Linked DNA regions of Sus scrofa: region 1 is linked to region 2. A link is a contact called in public promoter capture Hi-C data. All regions are on one chromosome and are shown on one strand. The core of a region is the stretch at or near the end of the contact, and the rest is flanking DNA. Distances in the headings are between cores, read along the strand shown. Region 1 holds the start of SPPL3 (signal peptide peptidase-like 3). Region 2 holds the start of SRSF9 (serine and arginine rich splicing factor 9).

Region 1 (5,709 bases), core at 402-2,901, 440 kb before region 2:
TAGCAGCAGATGTCCCCAGAGCCTCAGGGAAACCTAGTCATGCATTCATTCATGCCCCATGTCAGCCACAGGGCTGGATATCAGATGTATGATTGGTGAACAGGGCTCTGAAAGAGCTTCTGTTGTCATGGCAGGAGATGAAAAACAAAGAAGATAAATAATGATCTTTTTATTTATTTTATCATTTAAACTTATCCTAAATAATGATTAAGTTTCAGGAGAAAGTCAATGAAAGCGGTGGAGGAGGGAGTGACTGGGGGGGACTTAATTTCAGAAGGGTGGTCAGGGAGGGCCTCCCTGAGGAGGTGCTATTTGAGCAGAAAGAGAAGAAGGAGTTGGCCCTGAGAAGAGCTGGAAAGAGGGCTCCAGGCAGAAGGCACAGCATGTGCAAAGGCCCTGAGGTGGGGATCAGCAAAGTCAGTGTAGTGTAACTGGAGGGAAGGGAGGGAGAGAGGGAGAGAGGTCCCTTAGGAAGAGGGCAGGGAACCAGGGCAGGGAGTTGGAATTTTACTCATTGTCCAGGAAGGGAAATGGAGGCAGAAGGAGAAGAAGAGACTTGCCCAAGGTCACACTTAGTCACACTTGGCTTCCAGGGGAAGTTCTGCCTCTTCACCATCCTTTCCAGCCTCAACCTCTCTCTCTGCCCAGGTCTTCATGGGGGGTTGCCCACCCTTCTCCAGCCTATGCCCTGAGGCTTGAGGCCCCACTTTCCCCCCTCAGGGCGTTTTCAGGTCCCTTTTGTTACCTGAACAATAAGTAACCCAGGTAGTTAGTTATAAACTCCACAGGAACAAGGAGCTGGTTGATAATTTATAGCAACATCTCAAATTTAAATGGAAAGTAAATAGCATGCTGTTAGCATTAAAGAAAACCCGATGGGGTGGGAGGGAAGCACTCCAGCCTCCTCACAGCTTGGGGCACCTCGCTCTCTCCCCAGCCCCTTCTCCCAGCTGCCTGTGAGCCCCTCTCCCCTCCTGGCTCTTCGCTCCATGCTGCTTCTCCAGGTCTCTCTCTCCATCTCTTCCTCCAGGTGTCCCCTCTCCCTCAGCTTCCAGGTCTCTGCTGGTCCCCAGGGAGCACTTTGACCCCTGCTCCCCACTCAGGACCTGTGGATCAAGACTTCCCCCCACCCACCGTCTCACCAAAGGGGCTGCTGACCAAGAGGCCCCACCCAGCCAGGTAAGGCCTTTGGCACCCCCTGCCCCCACTCCCCACCGAAAGCCCCTCATCCCATCTGGGGCCCTGAGCAGGTCTGGCCCAGCTCCACCCTGGGTCGGCTGATGCCTGACTTTTTGCCCCTCCCCTGCAGCCGACAGGGCCCTTTGCCCTCGTCTTCCTGCCAAGTCAGGGGGCCCTGGCTGCTCCCCTGCCCCCTGCCCGGGCCTACACAAGGCCTGGCAGACCCAGAGGGCCCCTTGAGGTGGGGATCCAGCCCTCCCCCACCCCAAGCTGGGATCAGGACCTTGGACAGAAAAGAGATGGCCCCTGGGACTCTTTCTCAGACCCCTCAGCCACCCCCTCAGCTGGCCCCTTGCCCCCCGGCACAGCCATTGAGGGCATCAAAGAGGGTGGGGTGGAGTCTGAGGTGGGTGGCCTTAGTCAAGCTACTTCCCCGCTCTGAGCCTCAGTTCCCCTGGTCTGTGAAGCAGTGATCCCTGGCTTCCTCCGGAGTTCATCTCAACACTGCCTGAAATTACACATGAGAAACCTCCACAGGGCTTCTGCCCAGCCCTTGGGGTGGAGGTTACAGAGCCTTAGAGGAGGGGCCGTCCCTGCAGCCCCCAGGCCCCCCTTCCCTCACCTCTAGCCTCCCCATCCCCCACCCCTGCTGGGTGGGAAGTCGGTTGGCTCAGGCTGCCCCAGGCCACCAGCCCTACAAGTTAATGATCACAGGCCTTATCAGAGCCTTTTGCCATTTATAAATTTATAAAACAAAAGAGAAATAATAAAGCCTGTGGGTAATTAGTAACCAGGTCAGCTCTGCTGAGGAGAGGGGAGGCATTGGGCTCAGACCCACTGAGATCTCTGGGAGCTGGGGAGCCAGCCAGGGGGTGGGCGTGCAGAGCAGGGAGGCCCCTGGTGAGGTAGGGGCCTGAGGCTGTGCTGGAAAGGGGAGCACTTCCCGCCCTGAAGAATCTGTTTCCCTCAGGTAAGAAAGACCCCAGCTCTCCTGGCTGAATGCTTGAGTTCTGGGGAGGCCAGGGGAGCCCCCAAAAACCCTATCCTGGGCTCCCCCTCCCCAGTGCTGCGTCCTGGTGCCTAGCAGGGGAGTTAGGGTTTGGGGAATAGAAATGGTCATGATGGCTAAAAATAACCCCTCTCCCCACATTTGTCCGGGCCCTTGAATCATGGACTCTCCTGCTCTGTCCCTGTCTCAGAGCTCCCCTGCAGCATGATCCGGGCGGAACGCCTTAGCTCATGGGGACTCAGGACCCTGCCGAGAGCAGGGAAGGGGACGGAAGCCTCCAACCTCCAAGCCAGGATCCCCACCCCACCCCCTTCCAAGCTCTCGTGGGCCCTGTCCCCCTTCCCAACAATCATGCTAAAAGCCACCACTCACGGGACTCTAGACTGGGAAGGGCTGGTCAGGAGCTGAGGGTAGACCCACTGGGCTCCTTGGGAGCTGGGACAGGGCAGGGGTCCTTACTGCAGAAGGGTCTCCACCACAGCTTTCTGGTGCGCCGCCTCCTCTGGGCTGAGGTTCTCCAGCTCTTTGAGGATGGGTGGTGTGAAGTCTTCCCCATCGTCGTCCGTCTCGTCCTCGGAGCCCCTCGTCTCCCCCAGCCCATTGGGCAGCTCCGCAAGTTCTCCTCGTGCACCACCGCAGGACTCCCCCTTGTCCAGGGCACCATCTCCGGCCAGAAGGTAGGGCCCTGGCTCACCCAACGCCTGGATCAGCGCCTCTTTGCTCAGGCCCGACTCGAGCAGGGCCGCCAGGAGCTCCGTCTGGAGCTGGCTCAGCTTGGAGACCATGGCTCCACTAGCGCTGGGCCACGCGGCCCCAGGACTGCGAGCCGCCGCCTCCCCCACCGCGTGGGCTGGCCGGCCAGCAGGCAGGCCCCAACCAGGCTCCTTACACCTGCTGCCCCCCAAAACCCCACTAGCCAAGCCCTGTGGGCACCCCCAACCCCCAACCCTGGCCCCAGTGGCCAGTGAATCAGGGCCCCTGCCCGCTCTGTTTACATTGGAGCTGGGGAAATTCTCCAAGGTTCATATTTATCCGTGTGCTTAGCGAAGGGACTGAACTTTGGACTTCACCCTGCAAAATGCAGGCCTCATGGCAGCGCAGAGGGACAGAGAGCTGTGGCCTTCAACGGGAATGGGCAGAGCGGAGGGTGGGGGAGGTGGTGGTGGGGGGCCCGGGGCAGCTGAGACGGAAGTGTGGGGAGCCAGGGAGGCCTCTGGGTGACCAGCATCTGTCCTGCCCCCAAGGACCTCATAGGGATCAGGCTGAGGCAGGAGAGCAAAAACAGCAGGTTTCCCTTGGGAACAGAAGCAGCAGGGAGTTCTAGGCCAGTGGACCAGCCCTCCTCAAGGGCAGGCTGATCACATCCATGTGATCCCTCCCACCTTCTCCTGCCAGCCCCCGCGCCAGGCCCCCCAGGAAGAAAAATATGTTGACTTAAGTGCCATGGGCTGGGTCTGTAATGTGTGTCACTACCCCAGTGCAGGCCCCTAACAGCTGTGAGCAGGTATGGGGATTGTGCCCATTTCTCAGAGGAGGAAACGGAGGCTCTGAGAGGGTGAGCAACTTGCCCAAAGTCACACAGCCAGAAGGGACAAGAGTTAAGGAGTAGGAGTAGGGTGAGACCAGTCAAGCAGTTGGCGCAGGCGCAAATTTTAAGGGAACACCAGAAAACCCAGCAAATCAAGATAAAAAAATATTTTAAAACAATATAGTAAACATTCAAAATTAAGGCAAAACTGGAGTTCTCATCGTGGTGCAGTGGAAACGAATCTGACTAGGAACCATGAGGTTGCGGGTTCGATCTCTGGCCTTGCTCAGTGGGTTAAGGATCCGGCGTTGCCGTGAGCTGTGGTGTAGATCGCAGACATGGCTCGGATCTGGCGTTGCTGTGGCTGTGGCACAGGCTGGCAGCAACAGCTCCGATTAGACCCCTAGCCTGGGAACCTCCATGTGCTGCGAGTGTGGCCCCCAAAAGCCAAAAACAACAACAAAATTAAGGTAAAACCCAAGGATTCAAAAGTCCACACTAAAACTTACACATGAATGTTCACAACAGTGTTATTCAAAATAGCCAAAAGATGGAGAAAACATAACTATCCATCAGCTAATGAATAGATAGAAGAAATGTGGTCTATCTGTGCAGTGGCATATTATTTCACCATTGAAAAGGATTGAAGTCCTAGAGTTCCCTTGTGGCACAGTGGGTTAAGTATCTAGTGTTGTCACTGCAGCAGCTTGGGTTGCTGTTGTGATGAAGGTTTGATCCCTGGAAAGAAAGAAAGAAAGAAAGAAAGGAAGAAAGGAAGAAAGGAAGGAAGGAAGGAAGGAAGGAAGGAAGGAAGAATTAAAGTCCTGATTCATGCAATGATAGGGGTGAATCTAGAAAACATGCTAAGTAAAAAAGTCCAGACACAAAAGATGTGTATGATTCCATTTATAGGAAATGTCCAGAATAGGCATATCCATACAGACAGAAAGTAAATTAGTGATTGCCAGGGGCTGAGGTCAGCAGACAGGGAATTCTGCTTAATGGGTGCGGGGTTTCTTTGGGGGTGATGGAAGTGTTCTGATATCGATTGGGTGATGTTACACAACTTTGAATATACTAAAAACCAGTGAACCTTGCACTTTATTTTTATTTTTATTTTTTTTATTTTCATTTTTGGCTGCCCCTCAGCATATGGAGTGTCCAAGCCAGGGATCAGATCCCAGAGCCGCAGTCACAGCCTAAGCGGGAACTCCTAACCATGCACTTTCAAATGGCAAATTTTATGATATACAAATCAATAAATTGTATGTTTTCATTAATGCAAAAAATCTGTGATGAACAAAAGAAGCATCACAGTTTTTTAAGTAAAGGTAAGTTACAACATCCACTCACCTCCCACTGATCCCAGCCCTGGCCAGAAACTCAATCACACACCCCCACCCACCTCTTCCCTCCTCAGGTTGGAGCCTGGACACAAATTCCTGCCGTCTCTCCCCTGAGGTGGCCCTAAGCTCTCAGAACCAGGGGTGCAGGCCATTGCCTGGAGTAGACAGGGTGGTGCTGAGGGGCTGCCCCCCCACCCCCGGCAGGGTCGTCTCTCAGGGGTCATGCATGGCCAGAAACCCCGCCCTGCAGGCCAGGCCAGCGAAGGGAAAGAGGGCTGATCAAGTCTTCATTTTTGCACCCACCTAACAAGCTCGGCAATTATGAGGCCTGTGAAGCCACTGAGGACTTGAAATGTGGCTTATGCCTCTGGCTGAAATGATAATATTTTGAATCTATTGGGTGAAAAAAAAAATGTTTTAAACATGGGGCCACACCCTCGGCACACATAAGTTCCTGGGCCAGGGATTGAACCAGAGCCACTGCAGAAACAGCACCAAGTAGCCATGCTCTGAGTCACAGGGAAAGTCCCTATTGGGTGAAAATTTTTCATTTGAAAACTAAATTTTTGAAAATTTTAAATTAAAAATCAGAAAAAAAGAATTTGACCTGTTCCTGTTTACTTTTATAATGGTACCACCAGAAACTT
Region 2 (5,471 bases), core at 2,958-5,457:
CATTATATAGCAATATTATTACATTGGCCCCCTTAATTCTCTCTCTTCTTTCTCCTACCTTCCCTATAATGGCAGCTGCTGCCACATCTTTCTCCATCTCCCTTTCCTTTCCCTACTATCCTGCAGCAGCCCTCCAGTCAAATTAGCTCTCAGTCTCCCCCTCTACTCCTTATCTCCCACCCTCTCAGCTGCCACTTCCCACTGAGGTCTCATCCCACCGTATCTCCTTAAAATCCTTCAATGGCTACTCACTGCCCTCAGAGGAGTCCAAACTGCATAATACAGTCTACTAGGCTTTGCAAGTCCCGGCCCCAGCTCCTTCTCTCTCTTTTCTGTTCAAATTCTTTGCCTCAGCCATACTGTAGGGCGGTGGAGGTTGCCCGTGGTCTGCCAAGATCTCTTCGATATGGGCAATCACTCCTCCTGTCCTTTTTGTCTGAAAAGCCCTCCCCTTCCTCCCTAAGGTTATCTCCTATGGTTAGCTCAACCTAAACATCTCCTCCTAGAAGCCTTCCTTATAATCTCTCTAAGCCTAGGTTAGGTGGTCTCACAGCAGTTTACCCTCATCACAACTGTGCTCTAAATGACTGTTTGAATAGCAATTTGAATAGACACCTTGAAGACAGAGTGGTATTACTGCATGCATACAGAGCCTAAATTATAGTATGCACTTGATGATGTTGAATAACCAGATGAGCAAAGGCTCAAAAGGGTGTTCCTGTCTAGTATCTCTGGCCTGAGCAAAGAATGGGTCCATGGGTCCCTTAAACATGAGGCCACAATTTTGGTTTCATTTGGGTTCCAACTCGCAAAGATTAGTACCTGGGCTCACAGAAACAAAATCCACCTTGGGTTTCCCTGGATGATCACAAATGACTCCAAGCAATTTAGCTGTCTTCCTCCTAATCCAGAAAGGCTATGCCTGTCACATCCTCACATTTGGGCACATCTAGGCTAGGTATGAACCCCTTTGGTGATGGCAAGCTGCAAGATTTTGCATAATACAAGCTGAATCATTACTGTTTATACCTGAAGTCCTATTAGGTCACTTAGCTGACTCCACTTCTCTCTCCCTAAGAGACAACCCAACTGTCTTCAACAGCACTTTCCAGGCAACAATCATGTGGGAGTGGTAGGACTCAGAGGGTGGTGTTAAAATATCTAAGCACAGGAGTTCCCTGGTGGCTCAATGAGTGTTTCACTGCTGTGGTGAGGGTTCAATCCCTGGCCCCAGGACTTCTGCATGCTGTGGGCATGGCCAAAACAGTATATGTGTGTACACACACACATACACACTTAATCACACCCCCTCCAAATGAAGAAGCATCTGGACTTTAGGAGGCCTTTAGAATATGTAAGCTCCTATATACTCTGGCCAGGGCTCTTTCCTGCTTGCCTTCTTAAGATTAGCAAAGAACAGCTAGAAGCTTTACATGATCCCGAACCCAACAGATGGTTCTGTTTTATTTTAGCAATAATTTATTGTTTTATTCCAAGTACGAAAGTAGTACATGCTAATTACAGACAATTTCACAAACACAGAAAAGCACAAATAAAAATACAGAGATCATTTCCAGCAGGAGATATCACCACAAACATTTGGAAGGTTATTTTCTTCTTCTTCTTTTTTTTTTTTTGTTACAAGCAATGAAAACGATGTATTCTCTTGTACAGAACTGAATAATAAAGGCATAACATTTCCTTTTTTTCCCCCCAGAATATAAAAATGAAACACAGTTGCAATAACAATCTTCAACTTTACTGAGATGTATGACACTTAAACTGAAAGTCCCCACAATGGCATTCTTTGACCAGTTTAATAGATTCCTTCAGAATATATACTTATATGTGTATATGTACACCACTTTAAACTCATTTTAATTATAACTAAATTAGCATGAACTTAATATACTTCAAAACATTTAATACTTAACATTCAATATTATTGTTTGAACCACTCCCTTATTATCAAGGTTTAATGTTTTTAATTGCTCAAAATGCAATGAACATACAAAATTTATTGAGAATTTATGTCCTTGTGATAAAATCCTATAGTGCAATTACTGGATCAAGAGGTATATGAATATGGTCGGGGCCTGATATATACCATCAATCTGTCTTCCAAAAAGGCTATTATACACTAATAGTTATGTGTGGATGACTAATATTTTTTTTACCACACTTGTGGCATGTGGAAGTTCCCAGGCTAGGGATCCAACCTGGAGCCACAGGAGTGAAAATGCCGGATCCTTAGCTGTTAGGCCACAGGGAACTCTGAATTTTTTGTTTATTTGTTTGATTTTTTTTTTTTTTTTTTTGGCAGCATATGGAGTTCCCAAGACTCAGATCCCAGCCTCAGTTGCGACCTATACCAGATCCTTTAACCCACTGTGCAGGGCTGAGGATTTTACCTGCATCCCAGAGCTCCAGAGACACCACCAATCCTGCTGCACCACAGTGGGAACTCTTGTTTGTTTGATTTTTAAAGGCTAAGAGATGGTATAACTACAAATCAACTACATTGAGATTAAATATTGGGTTTTATTCTCTTGCTTCTGCTGGCACTAATGGAATATGTTTATATTTCCTAACTCCCCCCATTTTGTTTGTTTACTCATTGCTTTTTAGGGCCACGCCTGGCAGCATATGGAAGTTTCCAGGCTAGGGGTCAAATCAGAGCTGTAGCTGCCAGCCTACACCACAGCCACAGCCATGCCAGATCTAAACCCAGTCCGAAACCTATATCACAGCTCAGGGCAACCACGGGATCCTTAATCCACTGAGCGAGGCCAGGGATGGAACCTGCATCCTCATGGATACTAGTCAAATTCATTTCCACTGAGCCAGGACAGGAACTTCTCCCGCATTTTATTAGGAAAGTTTTCAAATATACAGAAGGGTTGAAAGAATGGTACAGGGAACACACTGAATACACCCGTCATCTAGATTCTACAGTTAACATTCTGCTGCGTTTACTTTCTCACATATCTACCCATCCAACAATTCAGAGGTTTCATTTTCAACATGAAACATCTTTCTAGATCAAGACTCTTTAGATGCAAGGCCTCATTCTTTTTTTTTTTTTTTTAAGGGCTACACGCGTGGCATATGGAGGTTCCCAGGCTAGGGGTCAAATCGGAGCTACAGCTGCAGGCCTACACCACAGCCACGTCTGCGACCTACACCACAGCTCAGGGCAACGCTGGATCCTTAACCCACTGATCGAGGCCAGGCATCAAATCTGCATCCTCATGGATGCTAGTCAGATTTATTTCCGCTGAGTCAGGATGGAGAACTCCAAGGCCTCACTCTTTTAACGTCAGTGCTTTGCACTATGGAATGTAAATGTGGAAACGTTCCAAAGTACGGGACTACCTTAAGCTCCTGAGCTTCTGAAGGACTCAGCGCGCAGGCTGGAAGCGTAGCCATGGGTTCTAAACCCAACCCCATTAGGATACACACGTTTTCTCACCTGTGACATTGCAATCCCTCCATGCTGGGTGAGGATTAAAAGCACAGATCTTGAGAAGCACTCTATAGTGACGGTCGCTATAGTTTTGTTTCTTTTACTTCCTCCTAGTCTCCGATAAGCTTCGAGTCCAAGCTACCGGGCCCACCTCAGGTCCCTCACATCCATTTTAGCCCGCCTTACACCCTTAGTTCTAAGCAACAGTAAAATAGGGACAGGGTGGCCCGGAAGGCTACAGACCTGAGGCTGAGGGCCGCGATGGCTGCTGGGGGGTCGCCCTGAGGCCCCGGCCGACTTCCTCTCTCCGGCGCCCCGCACGCGGAGTGACGGCCCGCGGGGGTTGCCCTGGTTTCTACACCCTCGTCATATCAGTAAGTGCTCACAAAAGCCTATGAGGTAGACAGCGCTACATAGGGAGAAAACTGAGGCCCAGGAAGCCTGAGTCACTTGCCCAAGTCCACGCAGCTGGCGAGTGACTGAAGTGAATCCAAAACGCCCGACTCCAAGGTCTCGCTCTCTCCAGCCGCCAGGGTCCCACTTTGCACCTACAGGGGGCGCCGGCTTGCACGCACGCGCAGTCGTTGTGGCCGCGTCCCCTTTAAGAGGGTTCCTTTTGCCTCCTCCGACCCCTTCGCTTCCGCTCGCCTTCCCACAATGCTGTGCGGCTGAGTGCCTCCGAGCCCGCGGGGACGCTGCGGGGGGACCCCGGCTGAGGCGGCGGCGGCGACGTGGGCTGCGGCGGGCCCGCGGCGTCGGGCGGTGCGGATGTCGGGCTGGGCGGACGAACGCGGCGGCGAGGGCGACGGGCGCATCTACGTGGGGAACCTTCCGACAGACGTGCGCGAGAAGGACCTGGAGGACCTGTTCTACAAGTACGGCCGTATCCGCGAGATCGAGCTCAAGAATCGGCACGGCCTCGTGCCCTTCGCCTTCGTGCGCTTTGAGGACCCCCGGTGAGGCCCCCGCACCGCCCGCCGGCCTAAGGCCCTGTGCCCCCTCCTTCCCTCATCCCCCATCCCTTTCCCGGGCCTCCCCTCCCTCCGCGCCGTAGACCCTTCACGGCGCCCCCGGGTGGAGGCTGAGGCCTCTCACCGCGGGACTCTGGGCCGTCCTTTAATCCGTCGTCACTTCCTCTGTTATTATTTTTTACTTTACTTAAAAACATAAAAGGCGGACCTTGTGAGGACCCAAGCCCGCCCAGACAGGCCTCCGCGATAGTACAGACGGGCGTTCTCTCCCTCACAGCCGGACAAGCACCCTTCGCGGGTAGCGGCCCAAGGCTTGAGAAGCTTGGCCCCTGAGCTGGCCCGGGAGAGGACTGGGTGAGGAGCAGAAGTAGTCGGTCGCCCTCCCTGGCCACCCCACCCCCAGCTGGAACTCTCCGTTGGCAGGGAGCTTGGTGCGGGAGTATGGATGCCTTTCGAGGGGGCTTTTGATGGAACAGATCGCCAGCCTCAGGGACTCGTTCTTATAAAAGCATCAGGGATTTGGGGAAACTTCTAAAACAGTCTGTTGGCATCTCTGATGTCACTCTGTCTTCTCTATTGCGGGAGGCAACTCTGGATGCTAAGGGCCCCGGGGAGTTGGAAGCTCTCGATCCTGAAACCAGCTCGAAGGAATCTTTGGTTTTGTAAAGAGTGTCGGCCCTTGGCCCAGAAAAGGCCTGAGGACTTTCAAAACTGAGGTTGGTGGTTCTTAGAAGTCACTGCACTGTGCTGCTTACCTCACTCGGGGTAAATCCAAACCCGTTCTCCATTTTTTAGCATTGTCTCAGGAAGCACGTTGCCTAGTCTGTGCCCTGTGGGCTTCACTCCGAAGACTGCCCCTGGGTCCGGGGTGGTGGTAGGAGGCAAGGGGAGCCTCGGGAGATGGGGAGGCAGGACGCATCTTGAGGTTTTGATGGCTGAAGATTCTGACAGTTCATCCCTAGTGTCTTATCATTTGCCTCAAAAGTGAAACTAGGCATCTTCACACCTAAGGTGGAAAAGGTTGCAGTTCTATT

Evidence for each region. Promoter capture Hi-C pulls out the DNA fragments that hold promoters and counts their contacts.
Region 1: a promoter capture Hi-C map of liver shows a contact between it and region 2, with 5 times the contacts expected there. The contact joins the promoter of SPPL3 here to the promoter of SRSF9 in region 2. A contact is called at or near these places in 1 of 5 promoter capture datasets (liver) and 1 of 47 Hi-C or Micro-C datasets (embryonic fibroblasts).

What each region holds. Positions count from the first base shown.
Region 1 is chr14:40,866,230-40,871,938 of Sscrofa11.1, reverse strand. It overlaps SPPL3 (signal peptide peptidase-like 3), which reads left to right and starts at 1,651. Exons shown (of 13, transcript XM_021072705.1): 1 at 1,651-2,149. It overlaps HNF1A (HNF1 homeobox A), which reads right to left and starts at 3,120. Exons shown (of 10, transcript NM_001032388.1): 1 at 2,648-3,120. The coding sequence starts at 2,973.
Region 2 is chr14:40,432,686-40,438,156 of Sscrofa11.1, reverse strand. SRSF9 (serine and arginine rich splicing factor 9) reads left to right here and starts at 4,207. Exons shown (of 4, transcript NM_001195566.1): 1 at 4,207-4,422. The coding sequence starts at 4,235.